Linked DNA regions of Mus musculus: all the other regions are linked to region 7. A link is a contact called in public ChIA-PET, Hi-C, HiChIP or PLAC-seq and promoter capture Hi-C data. All regions are on one chromosome and are shown on one strand. The core of a region is the stretch at or near the end of the contact, and the rest is flanking DNA. Distances in the headings are between cores, read along the strand shown.

Region 1 (3,693 bases), core at 924-3,423, 680 kb after region 7:
GGTAGGAGGGCAGCCAGAGCACTTCCGTTCAGCAGGTGGCTGACAAGGTTTCGAAAAGCTGCAAGACTGGATCTCCGAGCCAGGTGTCTGTGGATCCCAGAGGCCTGGTACTGAAGTGTGGGTGGGGTGGGATGGGAGCCTCAAACACAGAAAGTGATACAAGGGCATGCCTTAGGGAGAGGAGGGAGGGCTTGGGAGGAGCGGAGGAAATCACATGGGTGGGGATCACACTGGGGAGGAGGCTTTGCATGGATCCCCAATGAAGGGGAGCAACTTCCAAGAATGTACCTGGTGGAGGTGCCAGCTCCTTTCCCTAAATTACTATCAAGGCTAAGGTGGGAACCATGTGCTGTTTAAGCCTGTAATTGTCATTATTAACCTTGTAGACATTTATCTTCAGGCGTCATCTTGGTACCAGTGGATCCCAGAGGACACACCCAGGACCAACGGTAGTGAGTTCTCTGGCATGGCCAGCAGACCCATGTACAGGGCAGAAAATGGCTTCTGCCTGCACGGGACAAAGGGCTTCTGCTGGACCCCCTCCAATACCACTGGTGACCCTGACAGGTGACCCTTCCTGAGAGGTAGACCTGAGAATGACTTAGAGCACAGGAATGCTCAATTCTGCCATCCCAGCCAAGGATGGTTCTGGAAGGATTGGGGTAGAGCTCTATGCTGCAGATGCTGCTGTACCTGACCTTCTAGGACATGGGGCTGAGAATCTGACTTTTAAGGATACCTTGGTTTTGCCTGAAATTGTGTGGGGACACAAAGGTGGATAGTGGGAGGTGTGGGCTTGATCTTCCCCTCACCCTACCTTCAACATGGAGACAACTAATATGTTGAAGAGCTCTGCCAGAGGGGGTTAGCTTACGGTCTGGAGGGATGTGGGAGGAGAGGGACAGCCCTGAGTGAACTTGGTTCATTTGGCTTTGTAGCTTCCCGTTGCTCTTGAGTCCTGACCTCTTTGGAGGCTCCAATCCAATTCTGGGGAGACTTGGTATCAAGAGAGCAAGAATGATTTGTGGTGTGGGGTGGGGTAACAGGGGGGTCTTGTAAACTTCAGGGAGAGCTTTGGCTCTGCAAACAGTGTTGGTTTGCCTTTTGCAGCTTGCTAGGGAGTAGGGAGAGGGGCCTTTGGGCATCTTTCTAAGAGCCAGCCCTTCCTTCTCTTTCTTCCTTATATACAGTTGGGTCACAGGGCCTTGGCAAGTCATTTCTCATTTCCTCTATAGAAGATGGAATGGCCAGGCCAGAAGCAGGTATCTCTTAGATACACACTGGTACAGAAGAGATGAAACCCATGTCACCCCGCTCTAGACTCTTTGCTGACATTTTGGTGGTAGAAGTCAGAGGAGAGGCAAGGTCAAGTCATTTCAAGATGGGCTAGGTTCCTAAGAACAGGTCAACTACCCTTTCCTAGGGGCTTATCCTTTCTTAGGTTGAGCTGTATTGTGAATTTCTTATTGAAAATCTTGCCTTTACCCAGTTATCATCCACCCAGTGGGCTCCCCGCCCACCCACACAATGACATAGATGTGAATGGGACGGTCACCACAGTAACCAAAGCCCTTCTCCTAAAGGGTCCTTACTGTATTTTACCGAGAAAGCATGACAGAGTTCCAGATGTGAGCTGCCGTTCTGGGGACAGTTTCTGTGCAGTACTGGCTGATATCCACCTACTGATTCCAACTTCCCTCACAGACCAGATGCAGCAACTGTATCTAGCTATCTTGAGAGGCACTCCACGGGGAGCGCCCTCTCTGGTCCCATGAGGCTGTGAGCTCAGCGGACCGAATGCTGTCTAAGATGTGTGAGCAGTTGCTGTAGGTTTAAGGAGCAGAGATAGGAACTAGAGCATGCCTTGACAATTGTTTTCATTGCTTCAAGCTGGAACTTTAGAAGTTGGGTAGAAAAATAAAAATCAAACGAAACAGGAAAAATGCAGTGAGCGGGAAGCCAGTGAGGCAGAACCCACAATTAACAAGATTCTCTATAATTTGATGGCTCCTCAGAGAAGAACATATCCCAGAAAAGGGCTAATTATACATTTGTTTCTTCAGGCCACAAATAGCATTTTGACAGCTGGTTTTGGGTTGGGAAGGCCCTTGTGAGGTCATCTCAGCCCATCTTCTGCCTTATCAGAAACCTCCACCAACCAAATGAACACTGCAGTGAGGGGCAGACACTGTGAATCCCGCTGGGCAGAATTTGCATATGAAGTCAGATCAGGCCCACAGGGAGAAATCTGGGGTATTTTGTTATTTTCTCATATACTGATAGAAAGGTTTACAAGTACACAGAGAAGGGAAGGAACAAGGGATGTCAAAGATGAAGAACCCAAGTTTTACCACACAGTCGATAAGTGGTGAAGGTGGCTTTTTAGCCTATCCCAACAGGTCAAGATATGGTAGACCATTCCCCCTCATATCTGTACAATCATAACCTCAGCCCAGTGTGTATCTGTGTACCTCATGACAACAAAACCAGCCGAAAAGCAAAAATCAAAATGCCTGTCTCATGTGATCCCTGGCATAGACGTGAAGCTTGAATTAGTGTCAAATACATCTCTGTTAAAATAACTGGCATGTATTCAGGGCTCATTGAAGGGTCTGGTGTGTGTGGGGGGGGTGGGGACAAGGGAGTGTGGGCCTTCATGTAACTGTGTGTGTGTGTGTGTGTGTTTGTGTGTGTTTAAGGGAGAAAATGACATACAGAGAGAAAGGGAGAGACAGAAAGAGAGAGAAAGAAAGAGATATATATAGAGAGAAACACACACACACACACACACAGAGAGAGAGAGAGAGAGAGAGAGAGAGAACATATATATACATAGTCACTTGGTATCTTTGGATCTATGTGCTTTGTTTCTTTTATTGTTTTGGGGGAATCACATTATTGGTTTTTTTTTTGTGTGTGTATGTGTGTGCGTGTGGTATGGTACAGTGCAATACCTAAGTTTGGTTCTAAAAGTGAAGCTGCCAAAGGCTGGCTAGAATGCCCTCACGGAAAGGGTGATAAAGACGTGGAGAGTTCCACAGGAAACGGGGTTGAAGAACTCTCTGGCCAGTGTCACGGTCCAGGAGGGTGCCATTGTGCATCCTGAGCCTTGGTGGGAATCGACCTTTTTGTCCTAGGGTTTGTGGGTACATTTGCATGACAGGTCCAACACAGAGAGCAGGCCTTTAGCGGAACCCTGCACCAGAAGAGGCAACACCAGCGATCCCTGCCCAACTCCAGAGTCATCTGCACTCCTGTGTGTGTCCTGTATTCATCGTCGCTGCCTGCTCTGCCTTCGGGAGAGAGCACCTTCACAAATGGCCTTAGAACACAACAACCATCAAGCGAATATCAGATGTATTTATTATGTAGCTTAACCTGAAAAAACTGAACAAACATACCTGTATCACCAATGTTTACACATCTTAGCTGTCTAGCTCATGTATAATATGTACCTCATGCAGGGACTACATCTTTTTTTTTTTTTTTTTTAATTTTCTTTTTGTAACAAATTCAGTAAACAAGCTGTATATATTTTACATGTCTTTAGAGGAAAATCACCTGCTATCATAGCATTGTAAACTATCGCACTTTTCTATTTTTTTTTTTTTTTTAATTAAAGTCTCTGGCATGTTCCCACTGTGTTCTGGCTTTCTTTCCTTAAGCAGCTGACCAGGGCTGGGCACGTTGGTG
Region 2 (3,648 bases), core at 941-3,440, 820 kb after region 7:
TCAGAGGCCATGCGTTCAATTTCCAGCAACCACATGGTGGCTCACAACCATCTATAATATGATCTGATGCCCTCTTCTGGCATGCAGATGTATAGGCAGATAGAGTACTCATATACATAAAACAAATAAATCTTTCTTTAAAAAAAAAAAGCTTTCACTAGTAAGAAAACATGCTTTTAAATGTTTGAAATATATCTCCCTTTAAAAGCCTGCTACTTTCTTTTAAACATAAGACCTTTTCTGTTGTGGTATTTCTGTAAGTACCTCACCATAATACTTACAGTGTTTCTACAATGGGTCATAGATAGTGTTAGATGAGAATCCAAGTTAACACTTACCTAAAGCCTACCAATTTTTCAAAGACGCCTGATTCACTATTCTTTTTCTAACATGCTAATTTTAAATACGACATCTGACATGATTAAACTTTCTGTGCTTCAACCTGTTTGTAGGTTTTCTGTTTTGTTCAGCCTTCCTACACAATTTCAGAATAGTATTTAAATTATTTAAATTATTTAGGCCTACTACATTTGTTGCTTCAAGGGACAAATTATACCTGGTGTGTTTATTGAAAACTTATTTTGGCTATTTCTCTGTGTTCAACATTTTTTTTCAGAAAAACTTTTAGAAATGCTTCTTGAAGCTTTACATTGGTACATAGGTTGGAGTTGTAGAAGCTTAACTTAATTTGATGAAAACTGACAGTTAATTCTCCAGCACAGAATGTGCCTGCCTGGAACTCATTATCCTTCTCTGTTTATTCAAACCTGCTTTGTGTTCATCAATAAGGTTTTGGCAGGTTTTAATCTGTGGGGAGGTGGTATTTTGAGGTTCCATAACTTTGTTTTCAACTGAGCTACATTGATTTATTCTAAGCTTTGTCAGGGCATTTCATAGCCATGGCTGCTCCTTTGAGAGAAGAATGCTTTAATGGATTAAATAGGGTATGTGTGTGCATACCAGAAAGTGACCTTAAGAAATGCTTAACAGGAGCATTGTTTTGTGTTGTTTTATTTTATAGACATCTATCACCTCTGGCTCTTGCTATTTTTCTGCCCTCTCTTCCAAGGTAATCTTATTTAGAGCTAAGCATTCTGCAGTTTCTTATTTTCTACTTCTTGACTAGTTGTGGGTCCCTGTTAATCACCATCTACTACAAAAGGAAGTTTCTCTGATGAGGGCTGAGGGGGTAAGGGACGAGCCAATCTACAGATACAGTGACAACTCACTTAGGAGTCAGTTCAAGACTATGCCCATTTATTGAATATTAGTAATATGTTCTCTTTTAGGACTTAGGATCTGTTTAGCCACACGTGATTGGCAGTTGCACAGGTTATGTCACAGGACTATAACAACATGCACAAGAGCTGTAGACAGAATACTAGCAATGAGATGGAGATGTAGGTACAAAAACCCCACTCCTGGTTAAGAAAATGTTGGTAACTCATAGCTGCTGGGAGAGGGAGCATCTGCTTTCTGTAAGGACCACACTTCAGTGACTGTCCCTATACCCAAGTTGTACACAGGTAGCACACATTGAACTCCAAAGGGGGAAAAAGACTCAACATTGAATGGAAGTAGAAAAAAGATCATGGGAGGAGTTGAGAGGTGAATATGATCAAAATATAAAATTCTCCAAAGATTAATAAAAATATTTCTTAAAAAGGAAATTCCTTACAGGGTAATTTAATTAAAGATAGATCTTTGAGACTCTTGACTATGTGTTCATTTCTTACCTTGCGTAGTGTATTTGTTTGTATCTGAGAGCAGAAAATTATTTGCCTCTAGAACTATTTTAAATTGTATACCTTCCATGAATCTTTAGAGGAGCCATGCTCTGCTATGCCCTGAGAAGCCTGCTCATCTACCCTTCGCTGTCTTTTCTGCCTGGCATTTGTTAAGAAAGCCTTACTTGTCCCTTAGTCAAAGGTTACACACCCTGATCTTTTCCTGAGTTGAGTCAACACTCTCCAGTGGCTTCTTCATTATCCCAGTGGATCCTGGTTTCTCTGGGCTCCAACATGGCTCAGAGCTCACCATCTTTCCTTCTCCTTGGCAGAGATCCCCATATATCCTGACAATGATTCAGACTGACTTAAACCTTGGGGTTGAGGGATGCCAGCCAGGGCATGAGATAGACAATCTTGGTGCCACATGGCACCTCCCACTGCTCCAACATGCCAACCAGAGTAAGCTCAAGCTGCCACCGTGTTTCACGTGCCCCTGCCTGCCTGCCTGCCTGTGTACTTGGGAGAGAAGAGAGTTCTCCATCCCATGGATTAAGTGGGCACCAGGCCAGCTGTCCTGCTTGGAGACAGGTGCTGGCTCCAGATGTCTCTCAGGGGCTCTCACAGCAAGACACAGATGGCAGCTCTCACTCTACTGCTTCATGCTTTGGCAGCTTGGGTCCAGCTCCAGGTTGCCCCTAACATTTCCCTGGCTGGAGAAGGAGGTGACCTAGGGGCACATAATTATGGATTGGTAGGGGTGCTAGATTAGACTCATTTCAAGTCGTACCGGTCCCAGTTTTTAAGAACTGCTTTACTAACTGGACTAGGCAAGTGTTGGTCAAGGTAACTTGAGTTCAAGAAGGAGGTCATAGAGAATGGTTGCCATGTGAGGTGTTATAACTGTGTGGGGAGAAGAGAGATACCACAGGAACCCCACTGGGCTCTAATCAACCTGAAGAAGCCACTCTCCCATCCTCCAGGGAAAACCAGAAACAGGCAAACCTTCTAACATAACATTCATTTTCTGTAGGAAGCTCTATTTTCAGGCACTGGGGTATTGAAAACCAGAAATAGCTTCTTTGACAGGAGGTGATCTCCTTAGCAACAGAAGGGCTCTCTGGCCAGCCAGCCTAGCCTGCTTGGCCAATGAGAGACTGCATCTCAAAAAGAAATCATAGCCTGCTTGGCCAATGCAAGCACATGTCTCATAATACACAGTAGATCATACCTGAGGCATGATACCTAAGGTTGACCTGTGGCCTTCGCATGCATGCACGCGAGCATTCACACACACACACACACACACACACACACACACACACACACACACACATTTAGGTGCATCTGCACACACATGTGCACACATTAAAAACACCCACAGCTTTAGAGAGCGTTCTTTCTCTTTTATTTCCTTTATTCACTGATTTAGCGGATGCTCTTGGATGGTGCCAGATGCCAGGTGTTCTTCTGGATGCTGGGAAGCCAGCTCGGGACACATATGTGAATTCTACCCTTTTGGCATTTCCTTTCTCGAGGAGCTTCGATCTCAGGCAAGCTAGTAGACTAGCTGGCAATTTCAGCTCATGACAGAAACTGACTGGCCTGAAGCTAATTGGGCAGGTGGGTAGAGAGCGGTGATTGGGAAACACCTGGGGTAGGGGCTTAAGAAGATGCCCTTAAGCATATTTCTCAAAGCAGAAAAAAACATTTCGTGTGCTGAATTTGAGTAAAAAGGTGTGCTCAGGGGGTTTGCCCAGAGGACACAGCAGCTTTTAATCAAACAAAGTGGAACTGAGCAGCTGCTGAGATCTTTGTATTTTTATAATACTTCTTTCAAGTGTCAGAACTCTGAGTCAAAGTGACTTCAATTCAGCCACTAACACAAGAAGGAGGAGAAAGAATTTTACTGTCTCTCTAT
Region 3 (4,157 bases), core at 788-3,287, 660 kb after region 7:
ACGAATCCGAACAGCAGGTGTTCACAAGAAGTGGTGGGTGGTCTACCAGGAGGTTGTCTGCTTCCCATGGGCTTGAGATCATCCTGTGCCCCTCTGACTTTCTGTATGGTCCAGGATGCCTGCTGGCTTCCCAGGTTCTGTTGGAACTTTCAGAAGGAGATGCCCTAGGAAAGTATCCCTTCCCCCCTCCCTCCCATGGCTCGTATTTCTGAGCTTTTGGCACAGTGCTAACTGTCCCCGTTCTTAGCTGTCCATCTGTCAGTTCAATCCTGGGGTCACTGTGCTGGCATCTTTGCCAATAGGAGAAATCTACATGGATAGGGCAGCACTATGGGTTGCTGGGGACCTCACCACCATGGGCCATTGACTCTGTGGGGTTTCTAGAGAGGCCGACCCTAATTTCTGGATCTGAGGGCAGAAGGCATTCAGTGGCTCTGTATTATGTGCCCTCTGCTTGGGGGCAAACTTCCTCTACCACTAACCTTGACTTCGGTTCCAAATAAACCTTCAGGGCCATAAGGAAATCTTCAGAGGCAGGTCCAAACTTATGGTATGTACAGACTACCTGTCACATCTTCCCCTTTTCTTCCCTACTATTGTCCATACTCAGTGTTTCCACCTGTAAAGTGGGTAGAAATGGCTGCTTCCCAGAGACTCTGTGAGATCTGATGAGACAGTGGATGAGGCACTTGGCTGGGGCTCTGGGTCAGAGCCAGGGAGACAGACAGTACATGGCTCTTTAGTATTCACATTATTGCCTGCAGTGGTATATGCTGCAGCTTCAAAAGTAGTGAAACAGCCATGGATGTCAGAACTATGCTTGGGGTGATGGAGGCCTTGCTTGCTGCCTCTCCTCCAGCACAGGACTGTCTCATGTCCCATCCAAGGTATGCTGTGGGACTCACAAGCCTTCAGAATTGTTACCTGCTAAATCAGGGCAATGGGAAGTTGAGCAGGAGACCATACAGGGCGCTCTATGATCTGGCCATAGAGCTCTTGGCCACAGCTAGGCTACCTGACTCTTTGACACACTAAGGGTGCAGGCATTGCAACTTTAGGCCCCTGCTTCCCACCACTGCTGTCCAATGCTGTGCATGAGTTCTTGGCTGGTCTAGGCAGAGGCACTGCCAGCAGGAAGAGAGGGTGCCAGTTCCTGCCAGTCTCAGGCACAACTCCCAGGTCCCTGTAGTCATGGGATGAGACCAGGTGCCTCAAAGGAAGAGGTTGATGGGGAAGGGTCTGTGTCTGGGAGGGTCTGGTGTTAGCAAGTGATGACACTCACTTCTTCCATACAGCTGTGACATTGTAGGGTAGTTAGTTATTAGAAAGGCCAGTAAGTGAGCAGGCAAGAGATATATGCTTTCAAGCAGGGATAAACTTTGGAAGGTGAAGCCTCAGTGTGGGGGAGCTTAGTTCAAGCTATAGTAACAAGCTTATAAATAACAGCAGTTTATTTACTGCAATTCTGGAGCCTAGAAGGCCGAGGCCAAGAGCAGACAAGTTAGAGACAAAGACAGAGTTGACATCTCACCTCCCAAAGGCACTATAAGCAAGACCAAGGCTGCCTTCTGTCTGCCAGGTGATGTTTTGAACCTGCGCTGGGTGGATAATTATGTCTTCAAACCTAAGTGCCTAGGAAGACTTGCTGGCCTCATCCTAGTCTGAACGGACTTAGCTAGTGGTGAGTGGGTTAGACTGGGATTTGTTAGACATAGCATTGTGGAGACCCTAAAGATGAGGAGGATCCATATGCTACAGTTCAAATCCCTTCCCAGTGTCATGTCCCTTACAATGCAGGGGGCTCGCCAGTCCCTGGACTCACCAAGCTTTTTCTCCACTCTTGCTCCCTTTCAGTGGCACTTGAGACCCCACAGGCCCCTCTCTGTCTGTGTGCCAGCTGTGGGCAATGGGACTCTTGCATGGAGTATTCAGAGTCTGGGGCCTCCCCTGTCCCACACCCTTCTGTCCTCCTTCCTTAGAGACAGTCCTCAGACCCAGGGCGTTGCCATGGGGATTGTGAGCTGGAGTCTATTTTGAGATCATGTTAGAGTGTGATTTTTAGTTCTGTCTGGGCTGCCTGTTGGTTTCACTTCTTGTCCAATGACTAGCTAGAGAGTTTGGAATGGTTTTGCTACAGACATACTACTCCTTGATGTGACAGACAGGTGATTATCATCCAGTCTGACCAGTCTGCACCTGCTAGTGGTCCACACATGTCCCTGTGACCAGGGGACAGTAAGGTAGCGGACACCTTCCTGCAGGAGATGTTCTCAGCCAAGATTCAGCACTCCTAGCTGCTCACTCAGCTGACTGCTGCTGGCTGGTCCTGTCTACAGATGGCAAGGGAACAGTAGATGCCCCAGTAGAGAGGGGGGAGGGGCCCTTTAGCAGAGAGATTAGCATGGTGAAGGCCAGAAATGGAGGTGCTGGTGACATCTGAGATTAGGGGTTAGTTCGGAGGAAGCAAGGAGGAGTGGGTTCGCAGCTGGAGGTTGCTATGCTCTAACTGCAGACCCCTCCCATCTCCTATTGGCATTTATTATCCGCTCAGCTCACTCCTAGGCACTAGGTGAGGCTAATTCACCTATACCCAGGGACCATCTCCAACCTCCTTTGCCATCCTCATGAAAAGTATGACACAGAGAAGCTTAGGGGTGGGGGTGGGGCTGAGGACAAAGCAGAGTTCTGATTCCCACTTTATTTGCCCACCTTTCCCCCTTCCTGGTTCCATTCTGTAGATGGGCAAACTGAGACTCAAAGGGTTCCAGGGACTTTTCCCAGGTTCCATGTCATTGATTTATCTTTCACTTGCTGTAGGCACAGTTCTTTCTCTGAACGCTGTCCTCTCCTCAGGAAAGCCCCTCCTTGGTGACCCAGGGTGGCTACTCTCACTAGCAGAGCCTTGAGATGTGGGGTGTGAGAGGGGATGTTTCTCTAGCTACAAGTGAGCTATTGGGGAGAGCTATTTGCTGCATTTACTTACATTCTAGCCTATGTAGCCTTTTCTCCAGAAATTTCTCTTTGAATTTACTTACATGAGAATGTGTGGGGAATTGTCATAGGATATTTTTTTTTTAAATATAGATGATCACAAAGTCCCCAACACAGGATTGGGCATCTCTTGATTGAGTGCTCTGTCCCTCCCAAGGCCATGACATCCTTGGTATTCTCTCACCTGGATCTGCTAGGAGTCACCAAACCCTATGCTTCATTTGTCCCCCCAACCCAGCTCAGGGCTTGGGAAATCTGCAGAGTCAGGTTTGAGTGGGGGAGAGCCAGCCAGCCTTGTGTCTGGGCGGTGAGAGGCTATTTTGGGAGCAAGTCAGGGAAAGAGTGCTCTGTTTTGTTTGCTCCTCGTGACTACCAGAGGTGGTGGAGCCCTGCACTCCTGTCCTGGACAACTAGTGAGCTCCAAGCCAGGGATTGAGTGGGGAAGGAGATGGACTGGTATACTGCATGACAGCTAGAGGCCACATGAGTCTAACCCCCACCTTTTATCACTGTCAGCTTGCTCACCAGCAGTATCTGAGAGAGGAGAATAGAAGAGGGGAAGAAACTCTCTCTGATCCTGACATAGTAGGCTCATTCCTAGGTCTTCCACCTGACTCCACTCACCTCCCTGGCCATTCCCAGAAAACCTTTGTCCCACCTATTTGCTTACTCATTTTCTCTCTTACATTCATTTGCCCATTTAAACTATTTGGCTAATCATCTCTCTATCTACCCATCTGCCCATCTATCCTCCATCCACATTCCCATTATCTAGGTACTAATCCACCTTCCACCAACATTCCATGTGAAAATCCACTCATCTCTTCATTATCCACTCCCCATCTATCCATTTGTCCATTCCTTATTCATCTATCCATTTTTAGCTTGATCCCATGCATCTATGCATCCGTGTTCCATCCATATAATACACATGTATCCATCTTTCCATTATTTGTTCACCCACTCATTCATCTTTTCATTCATTGTCCATCCATCCATTCATCTATCCATTATCCACTCATCTGTCTATCTACTGTTCATCTGTCTTTCTTCCATACATCCCATAACTACCCATCAGTCCACCCATTTATCCTCTTACCTTTCTATTCCATACATCTACCTGTTCATCTATTGTCCATCAATCCATGTATCCATTCATCTATCTG
Region 4 (3,999 bases), core at 52-2,551, 560 kb before region 7:
CCTCCTGAGTGCTAGGACTTAAGGCATCTGCCACCATGCCCAGGTGGACACATCACTTCTATGGGGTTAAGAAGACCAGAGAACAAGGTGGGGGGGTGGGGGGGTCTACCTCTACTGCATTCTAGCAGGCCTGAGCCAAGGCTTGTGGGCCCACCGGCTACCTACACCCCTATCCCAGCAGCTCTAGGTGTGAACAGAAGCTGAGCTCACCTTGCCTCAACAGGCACTCAGTCAAGCCACCACACCCTCCCCACCCCTGGTGCTTAAGGACCCTACTATGACCTGGGCCCTTCTCTATCCCCGCCCAGCCTCCTCTAGCAGTATCTTAAGCCCTCAGCTGCTCCCAGACCGGCATGTTTTTCAAGACCCATTTTTGTCCCTGTTTGCCAGAGGAGGACATGGGACAGAGGGGCGTGGAAGGACCTTCTCTGGACCCTGGCCAGCTCCGGCCGTCCAGACACCCAGGTTTTCTCAACATCGAGTCTAGTAATCGGGAACACTTGAACCCCAGGGGGGAAAAAAAGACACAGAGGTAGTCAGAAGCCACACCCTCAAGTGGTGGGGTGGGAGTGCATCTAGCTTCAGAAGGGACCTAAATGGGACCCTGTGTGACACTTAGGAGTCAGGGGTCACAGTTCAGGACTCTGTGCTGTCAAGACAGGCAAGACTGCTCCGTGGATGGGCTGGGGACCCCAAGGACCCGTAGTGGGGCGTGGGGAGGGCACACAGCTCCCCGACCTCAGCGGGACTTCCCACCCAGCCCGCCAGGGAGCCGCCATCCCGTGCAGGGCCCATCCCAGTAGGGTTAGGGTTCGGGAGCGTCCTCGAGGCCGGGTCCCCGCCGCCCGCAGCCCGGCTCACCCGCGCCCGCAGGCGTGCGGCCGCCTCCATGCGCCGGCCGGCCGGGCCGGGACCCGTGCGCGCCCTCCGCAGCGGCGCCGGCTCCGGGCGGATGCCCGCCGCCCGCCGCCCAGCTATTTATAGCGCCCGGCGTCACGTGGGGGGGCGGTGACCGGCGGGCGACCCGACTCACAGCGGCTCCCGCACCTGCTGCCTAAAGATAGCACGCAAACAAAGGCGCGGCCAGCAGAGGAAGAGGAAGGAGGAAGGGAGAGGACCACCGCGGACCCGCCTGCCATCCCCTCTGCATCCTGCTGGGTAGGAGACCTCCTTCTGCAGAGGGGCCACAAGCCAGGAGGAACCCTTCCAGCTCTCCAGCTTCATATGCGCACACTGAACAGCTACTGTGTGCTCAGCCGCACTAGCCCACACTTCACCTTAAGAGCCACCACTCCCAGACTACAGCTGAAGAACCTGAGGCACTGAACCTACGCACACTCGAGTCACACAAGAGATGGGAGCCGACTCTACACAGGCTCATCTCCAAGGGAACTGACACCCACCCAGCTCTCCTGAAGTCTTCCAGGGCATCCCCTGAGCAGGATCGTCTCCTGGGCTCCACTGACCAGACGGAATCCTGGTTCTGTCCTAGGGCATCCCAGGCAGGAACCCTGTGCTCTCCCGCCCAAGAATGGAGACAGATGTCAGTCCGCACCTGCCCCAGTGGCTGCACCGCCCTGGGAGCCTTCTGGTGCAGGGCTTGAGTTCCAGCTCACAGAATCCCCAGAGGCCTTGCCTTGCTGGGAACCCTGGCCCAAGCCCGGCTCCCAGACAGAGGCCTGGCCCTGCAATCAGTAGTTGGTGCTGGGGAGAGGAATGATCCCTGAAAGGCTGGACCTGAGCCAGGGGAGGGCATGCCCCTAATACTCCCAGAGAGAAGTCTCATTAGCCAACCTTGCACAGCAGAGCCTACTATCCCCCATTCTCCCCCTGGCCCAGGTAAGCAGGGCTGATAACGTCCAGGCTGGAGCATCCCATTGCAGCCCCATCCTGGCTCACCCCCAGAAAGCTAGGCAGCCACCTAAGATCCCCAGAATATGCCACCCTTATAAATCCAGCAGGTTAACGGCATTGTTGCTGACCAGACCCATGGTCTCAGCTGTTCCACTAGTTTCCATCCTGACTGCAGATCCTGAACCCTCCACAAGGCACCAGCCTCCAGCAACACAACAGATACTGAGTAGATGCCCCAAGTCACCCAGCCAGGTAGCTGGACCATGACTGGAGATTTGCCCTCCCCCAGAGACCCTACTGGTCCCAATCCCAGGTGGGTAGGAGAAAGCACATCAAACCATCCCTGGTGGCCCATCAGTTGTCTAGAAAAGGGTTTGTTAGTGACAGGCCCAGCAACGTCTGAGATGCTGCACCAGCCAGGGCTGCAACCGGGGCTCCAAGTGACACCACACACACACACACACACACACACACACACCAGCATGCTGGGGCCTCTAGCTAATCCTGGGGGCACCTGCTACAGCTGGCAGGGCCCCAAGCCTTTCGGAGAAGTCTATATATAACACATCCAGAGCCTTCTTGGAGCCCTCCCAGAGTAACCCATCTCTGGGGCCAGGAGGGGAGACCCTAGCAGGCTCCACCCACGCCAGTCCCTCGGAACTCATCCAAAGCTCTTACACCCCTGTGTCGCACAGTTCCAAGGGTGCAACCCCTCACAAAACAGGCTCCTTAACCCCAGGCTCTCCCCAACCCCCTTGGCTATGTGCCCAGCCCAGGGAAGGCATCCTTAAAGGGAGGGGGAACCTAGCACTGGGCCCCACCCATACCCCACCTCCCACCCAGGCATGGCACCAAGAAGCTCCCGCTTGTTTATGGAAGGAACAAATGACCTGGTGTTCTAGGCAGAGGTCCAGATTGGGGAGCCATCCAGAACCTATCACGAGACCTCAGCCCTCGAGGTCTGGGAGAACTTCATAGGAGGGGACACCCAGGCCACCCTAAGAGCAGCTCCATGCCTTCCAAGAAGGAGCCACTATGTCAGCTGCCCCTTTGCCTCTTGCTTTAAGGGACTTCCCCAACTTGGTCCCTCAAGGGCCATCTGAAACTATGCACAGGATAGGGACCACAGGAGAGCCCCAGGTGGCAGGGTGGGCAGGGAAGGGTTCCCAGAGAAGGTGACCCAGGAGGTAGGCAGACATACTCCTGGTACCTGCATTGACCATCTGCTCTGATGCCCTGTGCCACCTGGGATCAGTGCTAGCCAGGGATGAGCCTAAGGCCACCTCTATAAAAGGACACACTGCTAGAGAGGGAAGCCACCTTCCAAGGTGGTACCAGCACCCTGCATGCTATGGGCTGTGACCTGGAAACAGACCTGGGTTTCCAGAAGGCAGGCTCCTGCCGTCCCTACCGAGGCTCAGCCTGACAGTGCCCTGTGGAGCACAGTGGTGATCTGCTGACCCAGGCTCCCGCTCTCTGAGGGCACCCTCACGCCTGGCATCAGCCTACACCACTGCAGATCAAAGGCTGTAACTGTCACTTCTGCCGACTGGCGCACAGAGTGGGCCCAAGTAATTGTGCATGAAGTCCACCAGGTTTCTAAACTTGGGACCTCTGACCCCTGAAGGTCCACCATGAGCTACATGTGTGGTTTTTTAAGAGATTTATATATATATACAGTATTCTCCCTTCATGTATGTCTGCACACCAGAAAACGGGACCTGGTCTCACTATAGATGGTTGTGAACCACCACGTGGTTGCTGGGAATCGAACTCAGGACCTCTGGAAGAGCAACCAGTGCTCTTAACCTTGAGCCATCTCTCCAGCCCCAGCTCCATGCTTTCAAAGGGCATCGGGTAGACCTGTCTCCACGAGTTGCCTCAGTCATGGCTGACAGGATACCCCTTTCCTCCTCTTATGCTGTACTTCACCTCCCAAGAGCTCAGTCCTGGCTCACATGTCTCCTGCCTTCTACAGCCTGTGACCTCCTACACTAACCTCGACCTTAGGATTCCTTCCCAAAAGGAAGGGAATCTAAGTGTTCATTCATTCATTCATTCACTCACTCAGTCACTCAGTGAGACAGGCATGCTGAGCACCTCCTGGTGCCAGTCACAGGGCTGAGCAGGATGGAGACTGAGAAG
Region 5 (3,879 bases), core at 293-2,792, 560 kb after region 7:
CCTAGGAGAACCCTCTGATGTCTCTTACTACCTTCCACAGCACTTTAATTGTGGACTTTGGGATGCCAGGTTGGCTTGTGGGTGGCTTTTCAGATCACTGGGTGCCTTCTGATGCAGAGTGTTGGGCTTAAGTGCTCATCAGAATACCCACTTCCTGATGAATCAACTCCTGCTGCCCCTAGCAGCTCTCCCTGGCCTGCTTTGATTACAGATCCAATCAGCTACATTGCCTAGCAATTAAGCCACCTGGGGCTCCTGGGAAAGGCTGTGTTTGGAGCATGGAAGGCCAGGCTGCAGAGGCTAGAGGGTCCCAGGACACCATCTGGCCACCTCATGGGTACTATTTGGAGGTCTCTATATCTATGATGAGCACGAGGCTGCCTGCAGGCCAGGAGTGGCTTCTCAACACTGCCCCCCCCCCCACTTGCAAGGTGATAGCTGGGTAAATCAGGTCAGAACAGTCTGCAGACCTCACCAAGGGAGATATGATCAGCACTGATCCAGACACTTGAGGCCTTCTCTTAACCCCACCATAGCCCGGGCGAGAATGGGGCCTGGTGCTCGTTTCTCTGAGTCTCAGGTGGAATAGAAATGAGTCTGCTGGGCAAAGTGAACTTCTGAACCTGCCACTGTCCCTGCAAATACCTCCTTTCCTTCTAGGGCATTGAAAGGACCATGCTGGCTATGGCATCAAACTTCTCGGCACTTAAAAGTCAAGAACAATGCTAGTTCTTGACTCTGTACTCTGAGTGATATCCTACCTTGGGTTTACAGAGGAGCTCCTTGCATCTTAGGGAGGTGCAGTGGGCTGGCAACAGGTGATTCACAGCATAGGCGGGGCTTTCTTCCAGGATCCAAGATGCCCTGATTGAGCCATGCACTAGCCCCTTAAACTGGAAGTCACATGAACCCTGAGGCTTCTGAAGCCTCCTGGCTTGGTGTGCTTTGGAGAAGGGGAAGAGGAGGAGAGGAGAGCAGTTGCTGCTTCTGAGAACAAGGACAGTGGTATTTAGAGCAATCCCATACACTCACCTTGCAGGCATCTCTAAGCGACAGCTCTCTTCCAAAAGCCAGTACAGCCCAGAGAAACCGGGGCCTCTATTCAGGATTCTTTGTGCACCCAGCCTAGGGTGGCACCCATGGGTGACTGATAAAACATGGCATAAGCAAAGACACAGTGGGGCCACAGGCTCACATGCCCTCACCATGGTCCGCCTTGCTGGGAAGCAAAACACCTTCATGGCCTCCAATCATTTTGTGGAAAACGTCGGCGATCGATAGGCTCAGAACTTCAGAATCTGATTAGCAGAGACAAGCCGGTTGGCATTAGCATTAGCAGAGTGCTCAAGTTCCTGTTCAAACAGGGCTAAGCTTATCTTTCAGAAAATAGACTGTTTTCGAGGCCTAATAATGGGCATTAACGCCATTAATTTGCAGTAAGATTCAATTTCCTTGGTGTCCTTGCCCATGCGTGTATCCTGATGCAGAGATTGTGCCTTGGGTGTTTTCCACAGATGCATCAGCAGACACCTGCTGTACCAGTTGGACAGTGACACGTGGTAATAATGTTCTCCAGCCCAGCTAGGCCCCAAATAACTCTATTACTGAGAGGAGTGAACCCACTCCAAATGTCCTCCCCACAGGTTGAGAGCAGTGGGAAGAAGGCGGCAGGCAGCAGGCTCCCCCTAATCTGATTACTGGTTTCCAAAGGAGGGTAGTGAAGACAGTGTGCTGGCTGATAGGACTCAGCTCAGGATGGCGACTGTTTCTCTCCCCTCGGTGACAGTGCTCTCTCGGTTGTGCCAGCCTTCCTGCTCTCTGCATCTGCCTGCTTCCAGAGTCTCAGGTGTCCTTATCCTTCATCCTAGCTTCGGAGATGAAAGAGCTGAGAGCCAGAGCTTGTAGACGGCTCAAAGAAGGGGTCTGGGCACTCAGACTCCAGAATATCCAGCCCTAATCCCTGCCAGTCGTATGAGCAGCAGTGGCCGTGGATTCCAGCTCAGAGCTGAACAGAAGATCCAGCTTTCTGTGGCTGATGAGTCTGAAGTGAGGGACACTGAGGAAGTCCCCAAGGCACCGCCCTCCCTGTTGTAGAGTTGAGAAGTATGTCACCTGGGCATGCTGAGGCTGCATCCGACCACACATATGAAGACAGGTGTGCTGAGTCCACTGTGGTAACTAGTGGTAATTGAGTAGACGGGCAGTATGCCCGGCCTAGGCTGTGTCTCTGTCCCTATGATGTCACCCATGGCCCACAGCACCTCAAAGGCAACTCAGAGCTTGGGGCAGGCTTAGGGATCTAAGAGCAGAGTCCCTCCCCACTTCTTGTTCCATACAGCTTGGGCAGATGTGGGCCACACCTCTCACTAGACAGGGAGTCCAGACTCTTGTTTGGGTACCCTGTGAAGATGAAAGGGAAGGCTGCTGACTCCTTTGGAAGGGACCCATGAGTTTTTATCCAAAAAGATCCAGCCTGGTATTTCTGGGACCTCTTGCACACTTTGCAGATATGCAGATCAACCTGTGTGCTGATTTTCAGCTGTGTCTCTTCACTCTGCAATTCGTTTATGTCTTATGCATTCAGTGTTTCTCCAGACGAACTGAGTGCTTAGTGTTTGAGTCTTTATTTCTATTTCCCTGGGGTGCACATGTGTTGTCTGTCTATTCACCTGTGTGTGCACATGTAGAAATCAGAGATTGATATGCGTGCCCTCTATTGCTCTCTATCCTATTGTCTGAGACAGGTCTCTCAGCGAACCTTGAGCTCACCATTTCCACCATGCTGACCATGTAAGCTCAAGGATGCACCTGTCTCTAGCCCTTTAGAGCTGGAGTTACAGGCACGTCACATCCAGCTGTTATGTGGATGTTAGAGATCCGAACTCCGATCCTTACACTTGCATATCAAGTATGCGTTAGCTGCCACACCATCTCTTCAGCCTGTGTTTGGGTTTTTCAAAAACAAGATGCCCGGACCTGGTGTAACCTGTAGAATATCTGCATAGGGCCTCTAGCTGGACTCTGACCCCAGGAAGGAAAGATGGCTTGGGCGGTTAGTTTGACTTACGGGTTCTGCTGAGTTGATTTGTGTGTGCTGGGGCTTCTCCTGTAACTGTGACTTTGAAACTTCCCTCTTCCCCCTGGCCTGCCCCACCCCCACATCTCTTCTTCCATCCTGAAGAGTCGTCTTTACTTGGAGAGGAAAACAGGTTGTGAGTAGAGTCCTGGTCTGACACAACCCTCGGGCTCTTCAGGAGGGACTGACAACACACACAAGCAGTACCTGGGGAGCTCCATGACAGCCTTAGAGGAACTAGGCTCGCAGCCTGACTTGCTCATGGTCTAGCTGGATGCCTGGAGAGACTCCTTTCTAAGCCCTTCTTTGTCACCTGATGGTGGAGCTATGGTGACTTCATCCCTGCATAGCTGTGAGGAGGGGGGTAGGAGAAAAAAAGCACACCCAGGGCAGCATCTGACATAGAGCAGCCTTCCATCCTTCTGCTGTGACAGTGGCCATCAGCAGCCATTTGCAGTCCCCGTACCACGCTCCGACAGCATCACCCAGCTGGTCGCTGTGCCCATAGGACAGCAGGCTGTCCTGACTGGCCGTGCCAGGGGCACGAGCCCCAGGGCTGTGGCCTGGGGAAGGTCCTGCATGGAGCCCTCCACAGCAGCCCCACTGCTCTCTCTCTCCCCCCAGCAGCGTCTTCGCCCTGCCTGATCCTTAACAGTTTTGACAGGCCAGCCTATTTTTAGAAACCTGTTCCCACTCTTTCTCCCTGTGGGAAAAGGAAAGCAAGTTAAATTTTAGAATTAACCCACCACCCTCCCTCCTCCAGTGTATGCTAGTATATAAACCAGCTACCAGGGAAGGACTGA
Region 6 (4,126 bases), core at 598-3,097, 710 kb after region 7:
AGGGGCCTTTCCCCCTTGATCACTAATTGAGAAAATGCCTTACAGTTGAATCTCATGGAGGCATTTCCTCAAAAGAAGCTCCTTCCTCTGTGATAACTCCAGCTGTGTCAAGTTGACTTCTGCATCAGCTCTTGCTCCCTTGCCTGCTTGCCGTGTGGGACTGAGTAACTGTCAGATCCTTGGACTTTCATTCACAGCTACTACTGAATCATTGTTGGGAATTGGACTTCATCAATAAATTCCTTTACTGAACCATTGTTCAGAATTGGACTGCAGACTGTAAGTCATCAATAAATTCCTTTACTCTAAAGAGACTATGCATAAGTTCTTTGACTCTAGAGAACCCTAACTAATACAGAAGTTGGTACCAGGAGTGGGGCAAGTTGACACAAAACTAGCCAGTACAAATCAAGGAACTCAGACAGTCTTGTAACTTCCATGTATTCTCTTGGGTGCTGGGAGAAAAGAGATATTATAGGGAATGCAGGTTTACATCCTGTACTTTAACCTGAATGCAAGGACACAGAAAATAGAGATGCTTGTGAGATCTGCTGTAGATATATGTTACTATTCAATGAAGACCATGCTTCTTAAGCTGCATCATGAAATGAAGTTTGCTTAACAGTACATTTCTCAAGCAACTTGTAAACCTCGGGACACTAAGGGTTGTGACAGTAATGGAGTTGGTGAAAACATCTCCTTCGTGTTGGACTACTCCATTTTAAATGCTTCAAGGGGAAAGTGTCTGCTTCACTAGATATGAAAAAAAATCTGTCACCAAATTGCACAGATAATCTCTTATGGACCTTCAAATGAACTGTCATGGAGTTGCAAAGTAATTTAGTAAGCTTGGGTAGAGTGGCAAACACAAGCATATCAAAAATACAAAATTATCTTCCTTCTATTTCCATGATGCTGGGTAGGGAATCTAGGACCTTGCTCATGCTATGCAAGTGTCTTGCAATCAACCCCACTCAAGCCACTTCTTTTAAAACTCATATGCTATTTTTTCTCTCTGTGTATATGCTTAAAAGTACATGTGTGCATGTGTGTGCATGCGTGTGTATAGAGGCCAGTAGACTCTTGGATGTCCTACTTTAGGATGTCATACACCTTTTAGATTTTGAGACAGGGTTTCTTGCTGGTCTGGAGCTTGCCAAATAGCTTTATTTGGCAGGTCAAGGAGTACCAGGAATCATCCTGTCCCTGCCCCTCTAGTTTTGGGATAAAGTAAGAGCCTAAGTTAACCCTTTAAGCCCCACACGCCTTAGGGCGAGTTAACTTTCTGGAATGCTGGGAATTGTAGTTCTTGGGAAATAAGCCACATGATCATTCTCCTAAAGAAGTTTGTTTGATTGACTCTACTGTACCAGATGTGCTTGATCACACGTAAGCAGGAAATACATCAGGATGTATGTTTACCCCTGACTGGACCGCATGAGAAATGCAGTTAGTTATGGGTTTTGCCTTTTTAAGCCCTGATAAATGTGACTTAGGGCCTCAGACTGGGAATCCAGGGGTGGGCCTAACCAGAGCCCAATTTTTTTTTCTGGTCAGTATTTAATTTAAGCTTACTTCAAATTTGGCTCCAAATTGTGGAACTGGTTTTTCTTACTTGGAGTCTCAGGATTAACAGTTACAATCATGCATTATTGGCTTCCAGCTTCTCCTTCCTTCTTCTACCAGAAGCTATATTTTCCACAGAATCTCTTTGTGGTAGCATGCGTGTCTAGGCCCAACCCCTGTAGCAAGATTTGGCAGGAAACAAAAGCCATTGTCCTCAGTGAATTAGGCAGCAGAGGCTCAGCTTTGGAGGATCTGGATTTAACAAGGACTCTGCAGGGTGCTGTTGTCTTCCTTAGTCACATGCCTTCATAGAGCTGCTATTCCTGACCTAGAGGGCAACAGTGACTTTGGAATTCTCTGCAGGGAAGTCTGAATCCTGGTGTGCCCCCATGCCCAACCTACCTGTACCCCCAACATTTGCCAGCTTCCCTATTGGTTTCTAAATGCCTAGTTCCCTGTTTTTAAGTTCTTACCTATGTGGTAAGACCAGAGTGGTTCCTGTTTTCCTACAGTGAGCATCTCTTGCCCCTTGTCTTTCAGCCATGTGCTAACCCACACAGGCCACTGATGAAACAGGCTGACTCCAGGACAGGATGCAGATTGGCAGTTCAGGAGTTCAGGCCTTAAAAACCCAGGCTTCAGGCAGCTAGTCAGAAACTGTTCTGAAACCTGGTGTGAAGTGAGGACAATAGGTCAGCAGCAGTTTCCAGCCCTCACACCCCAGTAATAGCTCTGAAATGTCCTTAAGAGATAGAGCAAGATGAGGCCACCTACCCCTGAATTCTTCAACAGCAGATTCCAGCCTTCCTGCCCTGTGAGGGTTTTGGAATGCCCCTTAGAGATGGAGCAAGATAAGGTTGTTTCAGCTACCCCAGAATTCCCCCAATTTGATTTAAATCAGGCCTGTAAGCTCACTTAATTGCCTATCTTGGTAGTGGGAGATCTCAGCATGCTGGACTTCCACTAGGTTATCATTCTTCAGTGAATCATGGACCCTTACACCATCTGCCCCCTATTTGAGGATTTTAAGTGTTTTCCTTATATAGATATGTAAGTCTTTAAAATTGGGCTACGTTGATGGGCTTAGAATATGCAATACTAAATGAGGTCACTCAAATTCAGAAAGAAAAAAAAAGATCTTCGTGTTCTCACTTGTATTTGGATTGTGGCCTACAATGTGCTCATGCACATATGTAAACAGCTGTTAAGTGTGCACTGTACAGCACTTAGAAAGGAGCCTTAGGAAGGTAAGGTTAAGTAATGAGAAGGGTGGAATGCAGGTAACAGGACACATAGGCTATGAAAGAGGCTGGAAAACGAATTGTTTTCTAGTTTCTTTCTTGTGGCTAAGTACATAAAAATGCAATTAACAGCAAAAGTGCAAACCTCCAAGCAAAGCCCCATGGCTTCAGAAGGATTAAGCTAACTGTATCAAAGTTCACCGAGATAGACAGAATTTGGGCTGAGCAAGAATTTGAATTTATGTATCTACATAAAACCTACACCCATGGTTGAGAGAAGACATAAAATGCTTTTCTTTCTGCATCTGATTTATTTTGCTTAATAGTGCTGGCTCCACTTTCCCACAAATGATACAATTTCATTCTTCTTTATGGCAGACTAAAACTCCATTGTGTATATGCACTTTGCCTTTATATGTTCCTCTTGACAGGTAGGCTGATTCTGTATCTTGGCTATTGAGAATAGGGCTTTGATACATTATTTCTCTGACTGTGAAGTGAGCCAATTCAGGGTGGATTAGATAATAATATCAAATGCAGGTTTATTGAGAAGCTGCTCTGGGAAGGTGGGGGAGGGAGTTCACTGACTTCAGGGAAGTTGCCATGGGGAAGGGAGAGAAAGGAGAGTGAGGGGGGAGGAGAGGAGAGGAGAGGAAAGGAGAGGAGAGGAGAGGAGAGGAGAGGAGAGGAGAGGAGAGGAGAGAAGAGAAGAGAAGAGAAGAGAAGAGAAGAGAAGAGAAGAGAAGAGAAGAGGGATATGGGGGGAGGAGCAAATATTTGGATTATATAAGGAAGAGTTTCTAGGGAAAGGGCACCCTAGTCCCTGGGCTGGGCTGGAAAGTTCAGGGTTTGGGGCAGGGTATGAGGCCAGGTGTGTGTTGCTATGTGAAATATGCACTTTGGTCTCTTGTCCCAGGGTTTGAAACCAAACAGGCTTTAGTCCAATAGGTAAGATGTTGACTTAGAATCTTGAGTGTAGATCCAAGAATAGTATATCTGGGTCATAAACTATATTTTTAATTTGTTTCATTTAATGATTTCCATAGTGGCTGGAATCTATACAGCTCTAGCCACCTGATTCTTGAGAAAGATGCCAAAAACATACATCAGAGAAAAGACAATTTTAATAAGTGGCATTGGCAGAACTGGGTAGTCACACGTAGTGTTTTGTTTTGTTTTTGTTTCTCGAGACATGGTTTCTCTGTGTAGCCCTGGATGCCCTGGAACTTACTCTGTAGACCAGGCTGGCCTCGAACTCAGAGATCTGCCTGCCTCTGCCTCCCAAGTTCTGGGATTAAAGGCATGGGCTACCACTGCCT
Region 7 (3,910 bases), core at 1,231-3,730:
ACCCAAGAGTGGGAATTGAGCCGGGAGGGACCGAGGCCTCCAACGATATGTGCCAGGCCAGACTGGGAACTGGAGAAGGTTCTAGGCATGAGTGGAGATGACACCGTTGTAAGTTGAGTCCTAGCTTGCAGGCCAGAAAGAAGGCAGGCCCAGCTCTGCAGGTGGGGTATGGGGGAAGAGGTGGATCGGGAATGAAATTGTCAGAGGGAGCGATGGTGTCCTTGGCTTGGGCTGTGGGTCTGCAGATCTTTGGATGGTGCATCAGCGCAGGGGAGGATGGCTGTACCCTGGAAAAGGGCACTCTGAATGCTAGTGCTGAGTGGCTGGATGTGAGCCCGGGACTTAACTGGGCACTGAGCTGTGGAAGGAGGCCGACAGGAAGCAATGGCATCCTTCCACCAGCAGAGGGCAGTGTTGTGTCTCAGCAGAGACACAATCCAGCCTTCCTGAGATAATCCTGCCTGGAAACAAAAGTTTCCCAGCCTCCATCCTACCGCAGAGCCTGCAGCTTTTCTCCCAGGTCCTAGTGTTACGCTGTCAAGCAGGCTCTGTGGGCCTCGGAGGGAAACATGGCTCCTGGAACGGTATGCTGCAATCGCAGGTATCCAAGGGGCTGCTCCACACGGCCCTTCCTGCTAGACGGACACCGTAGCTACTACTTAGCTGTTTTTAGGCATCTCTGAGCTACTTTAATTTTGCTTGTTTGGGATCTTCTCCCTCCCTCCCTCCCTTAGAGGCAGGGACTCCTATACTGCCTCAGCCTTCTGGAAGCAGAGCTGGATGCATGGGAACCCTCACAATAATGGGAGTCACACCGCCAGGCTGATGTTGGCCTGTTGGCTCAGGGCCAAGCACACCGCTGCACTTAGCAACACTGACTGGATCCCATCTGCAGACACACTCTACTGTCTTTCTCACTCCACTCTAGAGGGAGCGCGCACGGTGTCCATCTTCGCTGTGATCCCTGTGATGAGCAGCAAGGCCCACAGTACCCAGGCTTCCCTGTGCTCAGAAACACGTGTGTAATCATGCGCAGAGATATATATATATTTTTGGTGGCGTTGAACCCAGGGCTTCTTGATGCCTGGCAATTTACCTACTTCATGTTCCCCAAAACGACTTCATGACTTTGGGGGTAGGATGTCAGTGCTGGGAGCAGACCCAACGTCAGTGCTCCACTGCTGAGTGAAGTCTAACACCGCCTCCCGCCGAACACCACCTCCCCCCCCCCCCCACCTCACCGCATCCCCATTAGTTCTGTGTTACCCTGACTGGTTCTGAGCCAAGATGACTCCTGAGTTCAGCAAATCCTGTCTCCATCCCTAAAGTACCAAAGTATTGGTACCGCAAGGGCTAGGTATGATTGATTACCCATTTGTGTCAATCACTTGGGAGAGGGGTGGGGGCAAGTCTTTCTTCTATGTATCCTAGACTAGATTTACGGTTGCCATCCGCCTCCCTCGACTTCTGGCTAGCTGGAATGGCAGCCCTGCAATGCTGTGTCTAGTTTCCTCCTCCTCCTCCTTTATTGGAAGGAGAGCTGCTTTTCTTGTTCCTGGGACTATCTTTGAGCACTACACAGAATATGGAGCCTACCCCGATCCTGGGGTCCCTGCAGTAGGACCCTGTTTGTCTTTGGCCTGGGTTCTCAGTATGGGCTTTGAAGACATTGCAAAGCCTGCAGGGCGAGGCAGGAGCTGACACACCCGCCTCTTCTATAGAAAGGTTCCAGAGGCAGCTGGACAGGACTAGGAGCACACGCCAGCAACAAGTGAAGAAGGGACATACGTGCACAGAGCATGCTGGTCTAGCAGGCCTCAGAGCAGAACTTGGGGGCTCGGAGGCCAGAAAGCGGGAAGCCCCGACCAGATCTGCTCCCTGACAGCTGATAAAATTTAATCCTGAACTTGCTGGGCTTCCTTGGTGCTTTGCTAGGATTATCTAGGTTGTGGAGTCGCGCCGGGAGGTGGCGGTGTGGTCACGCGCACGGGTCTGGCCGCGTCCAAGTTCAAGCTCTGGGTGGGGAGCTAGCTTCCCGTCGCCGTTTCGTTAATAACTTAAAGAGCCAGGCCGAGGTGCAGGGGCGGGTGCGTGGCGGGACGCGGCCGAGGCTCTGCCACTCGGCGCGGGAGGACTCCGACTCTGGTCGCAGTGCCGGGCTGGCCGCGCCCGGAAACCAGACGTCGCCTCGCTCGGCCGCAGGGAAGGTCTCGGCTCGCGTGCCCTGGGTCGCTTCTGGGGTCCCTCATTCAGGGCAAGCACGCGGGGGGCCGCCACAGCGAGTCCCCCCCCCCCCATCCCGCCGGCGCGCGCCGCCTCCAGCCTCCTCCCCTGCCCCCCTCTCTCCCTGCCACCTTCCCTCCTCCCCGCCTCCTCCCTCCCCGCTGTCCCCTCCTTCCCTCCCTCCCCGCCGTCCCCTCCCTCGTCGTCCCTCTCGCCCCTCCTCCTCCCCTCCCTCCTCCCGCTCCCCTCCCCCTCCGCTCCCGCCGCCTCCGCCCGCCGCCCCGGCCGCGTCGGGTAAACCTGTTCTGCGAGGCGGCCGCGCCGGGGCGGATCGAGCGGCCGGCGGCTCCTCGCGGCTCGCGGCGTCGGGGCCCGTGGAGCGCGCGGCCGGCCCTCGGCCGCGGCCCTCGGCAACGCCACCATGTACTCGGGAGCCGGCCCCGGTGAGTCCGCGCGGCGCCCGGCACTCGTGCCGCGGCGGTTGGCGGTTGGCGGGCGGGGCAGGCGAGGGCGGCGGGGCCTGTGGGGCCGCGGCGTAGCCTCGGGGCGGCCGGGCAGGGCCTCGGGGCCGGGAGGCCCAGTGCACCCGAGCAGCGCCACCGGGACGTGTGCGGGGGCCCAGGCTCGGCCTGCAACGGGTCTCCGTCCTCCCGCAGCGCTCCTCCCGCCGTTCCCGAGCGCATAGCTGTGGGGCCCAGCACGGCGGGCCTGGGGCGGGGAGCTGGACGGGTCGGGAACCGAACCACGGGGCCCCGGGACCGCGATCGGTCGCTTGGACGCAGTTTCACGCCGGGCAGCCGCCCTCCCCATTCAAGTGCTAATCGCCCTGCGATTTCCTAGCGGAGCGGGTGGCCGCCGTGGCACCCCTTTCCCACCAGCGTGCCCGTTTCTCTGGAAAAGTTCCAGAAAACTTAAAAACACGGACGCATTTCCCCACCCCGCTCCTGGAGCCGAGCGGAGGGCGGTTTACTCGCGGGGTTGAGAAAACAAGTGTTGGGGAGGCTTTTTCGCCTTCTCCCGCCAGGCACGTGGCTCCATTTCCCGGCTGCCCCGCCGCTTGCTCGGGCTCAGCCTGCACCCCTTTGTCCGCCAGGCTGTACTTGGCGCCCGCGGGCCCTCCCTGCTGCCCACCTGACCTAGTGGTTCGGCCCTGGGGCCTCCCCAGACTTCTTCACTGTGGGGTCTGGAAGCCTCCCAGATCCTCCCGGGTTCCCTATGGTGCCTGCTCCGGAGCCTAGTGCGCCTCCGCTCCTGATGTCACAGGGCTCCTCGAATGCCCACTGACCAACTTGTAAATGCGTTAAAAGGCTTCCCAACGATTTGAAGACCCTTTTAACCTTGCGCTTGGGAGGTGCCCGGGTCCTAGGGACAGATGTTGGGGCCTGGAGGTCCCTGCGAAATGGCCAGCGGCAGCCTCCTGCCAGATTGGGAACCCCCCCCCCACCCCCACCCCCCAGCTCAGCGCTGTGGAGGAACCCAGCAAATCTTAGCTCCAAATTTGTACGTTTTCCCAATGTGTCAATTTCTAGTGACTTCCTCGGGGACGAGGCCAGGCTTTCGTCAATTTCGCGTGTTGATTGATCCCTTCAGCTTGCCACAGTGGGTCTTTCTTGAAGACGCTGGACAGTGGAGGCTCAGAGAGGTTTAACATCCGGGAGCCAGCAAGCATTAGGGCAACCTGTTTGAG

The links. Promoter capture Hi-C pulls out the DNA fragments that hold promoters and counts their contacts. A called contact is a pair of places that touch in the nucleus more often than the background predicts. ChIA-PET counts read pairs in DNA pulled down with a chosen protein or histone mark. HiChIP or PLAC-seq counts read pairs in DNA pulled down with a chosen protein or histone mark.
Region 1: a Hi-C map of pre-B cells shows a contact between it and region 7, with 4 times the contacts expected there. The contact joins the enhancer-like site here to the promoter of Ago2 in region 7. A contact is called at or near these places in 14 of 39 promoter capture datasets (the 3T3-L1 cell line, the HPC-7 cell line, HPC-7-derived erythroid cells and 7 more), 6 of 15 datasets of contacts at CTCF or cohesin (the NIH/3T3 cell line, embryonic stem cells, large pre-B cells and 2 more), 17 of 484 Hi-C or Micro-C datasets (B cells, the Ba/F3 cell line, the G1E-ER4 cell line and 7 more), 13 of 115 datasets of contacts at active chromatin or transcription factors (T-cell acute lymphoblastic leukemia, astrocytes, embryonic forebrain and 5 more) and 1 of 9 other capture datasets (embryonic stem cells).
Region 2: a contact with region 7 is called in a Hi-C map of cerebellum, with 2.2 times the contacts expected there. The contact joins the enhancer-like site here to the promoter of Ago2 in region 7. A contact is called at or near these places in 2 of 39 promoter capture datasets (cranial neural crest and hippocampal neurons), 2 of 484 Hi-C or Micro-C datasets (the N1E-115 cell line and cerebellum), 2 of 115 datasets of contacts at active chromatin or transcription factors (embryonic forebrain and pro-B cells) and 1 of 9 other capture datasets (embryonic stem cells).
Region 3: a contact with region 7 is called in a promoter capture Hi-C map of hippocampal neurons, with 5 times the contacts expected there. The contact joins the enhancer-like site here to the promoter of Ago2 in region 7. A contact is called at or near these places in 15 of 39 promoter capture datasets (the 3T3-L1 cell line, the HPC-7 cell line, HPC-7-derived erythroid cells and 7 more), 6 of 15 datasets of contacts at CTCF or cohesin (the NIH/3T3 cell line, embryonic stem cells, large pre-B cells and 2 more), 22 of 484 Hi-C or Micro-C datasets (B cells, the Ba/F3 cell line, the G1E-ER4 cell line and 11 more), 13 of 115 datasets of contacts at active chromatin or transcription factors (T-cell acute lymphoblastic leukemia, astrocytes, embryonic forebrain and 5 more) and 1 of 9 other capture datasets (embryonic stem cells).
Region 4: a contact with region 7 is called in an RNA polymerase II ChIA-PET map of memory CD8 T cells, with 34 read pairs. The contact joins the promoter of Ptp4a3 here to the promoter of Ago2 in region 7. A contact is called at or near these places in 4 of 484 Hi-C or Micro-C datasets (CD4 T cells, CD8 T cells, erythroblasts and 1 more) and 1 of 115 datasets of contacts at active chromatin or transcription factors (memory CD8 T cells).
Region 5: a contact with region 7 is called in a Hi-C map of the N1E-115 cell line, with 5 times the contacts expected there. The contact joins the enhancer-like site here to the promoter of Ago2 in region 7. A contact is called at or near these places in 9 of 39 promoter capture datasets (the 3T3-L1 cell line, embryonic stem cells, hippocampal neurons and 4 more), 7 of 484 Hi-C or Micro-C datasets (the N1E-115 cell line, the P5424 cell line, embryonic stem cells and 4 more), 6 of 115 datasets of contacts at active chromatin or transcription factors (T-cell acute lymphoblastic leukemia, bone marrow-derived macrophages, embryonic stem cells and 2 more) and 1 of 9 other capture datasets (embryonic stem cells).
Region 6: an H3K27ac HiChIP or PLAC-seq map of embryonic stem cells shows a contact between it and region 7, with 4 times the contacts expected there. The contact joins the enhancer-like site here to the promoter of Ago2 in region 7. A contact is called at or near these places in 3 of 39 promoter capture datasets (HPC-7-derived erythroid cells, hippocampal neurons and pre-B cells), 1 of 484 Hi-C or Micro-C datasets (embryonic stem cells) and 3 of 115 datasets of contacts at active chromatin or transcription factors (T-cell acute lymphoblastic leukemia and embryonic stem cells).

The regions. Positions count from the first base shown.
Region 1 is chr15:72,501,816-72,505,508 of GRCm38.p6, reverse strand. It overlaps a transcript of Kcnk9 not described here. Among named protein-coding and RNA genes, the nearest start is that of Gm24390, 13 kb to the right of the region's middle. Within about 2 kb of position 2,173, at least 8 of the 459 cell types and tissues checked have an H3K27ac peak or open chromatin away from gene starts, as enhancers often do. A contact at or near this core is called in pre-B cells, where this site is marked.
Region 2 is chr15:72,359,418-72,363,065 of GRCm38.p6, reverse strand. No RefSeq gene overlaps it. Among named protein-coding and RNA genes, the nearest start is that of Gm23217, 110 kb to the right of the region's middle. Within about 2 kb of position 2,190, at least 20 of the 459 cell types and tissues checked have an H3K27ac peak or open chromatin away from gene starts, as enhancers often do. A contact at or near this core is called in cerebellum and hippocampal neurons, where this site is marked.
Region 3 is chr15:72,526,646-72,530,802 of GRCm38.p6, reverse strand. The region is part of intron 1 of Kcnk9 (potassium channel, subfamily K, member 9); the gene reads left to right. Among named protein-coding and RNA genes, the nearest start is that of Kcnk9, 19 kb to the left of the region's middle. Within about 2 kb of position 2,037, at least 22 of the 459 cell types and tissues checked have an H3K27ac peak or open chromatin away from gene starts, as enhancers often do. A contact at or near this core is called in cerebellum, cerebral cortex, cortical neurons and 1 more, where this site is marked.
Region 4 is chr15:73,745,328-73,749,326 of GRCm38.p6, reverse strand. It overlaps Ptp4a3 (protein tyrosine phosphatase 4a3), which reads right to left and starts at 1,301. Exons shown (of 6, transcript NM_008975.3): 1 at 862-1,301.
Region 5 is chr15:72,626,039-72,629,917 of GRCm38.p6, reverse strand. All of the region lies in intron 20 of Trappc9 (trafficking protein particle complex 9), which reads left to right. Among named protein-coding and RNA genes, the nearest start is that of Kcnk9, 80 kb to the right of the region's middle. Within about 2 kb of position 1,542, at least 9 of the 459 cell types and tissues checked have an H3K27ac peak or open chromatin away from gene starts, as enhancers often do. A contact at or near this core is called in the N1E-115 cell line, hippocampal neurons and rod photoreceptor, where this site is marked.
Region 6 is chr15:72,474,617-72,478,742 of GRCm38.p6, reverse strand. No RefSeq gene overlaps it. Among named protein-coding and RNA genes, the nearest start is that of Gm24390, 14 kb to the left of the region's middle. Within about 2 kb of position 1,847, at least 18 of the 459 cell types and tissues checked have an H3K27ac peak or open chromatin away from gene starts, as enhancers often do. A contact at or near this core is called in embryonic stem cells, where this site is marked.
Region 7 is chr15:73,183,517-73,187,426 of GRCm38.p6, reverse strand. It overlaps Ago2 (argonaute RISC catalytic subunit 2), which reads left to right and starts at 2,480. Exons shown (of 19, transcript NM_153178.4): 1 at 2,480-2,666. The coding sequence starts at 2,645.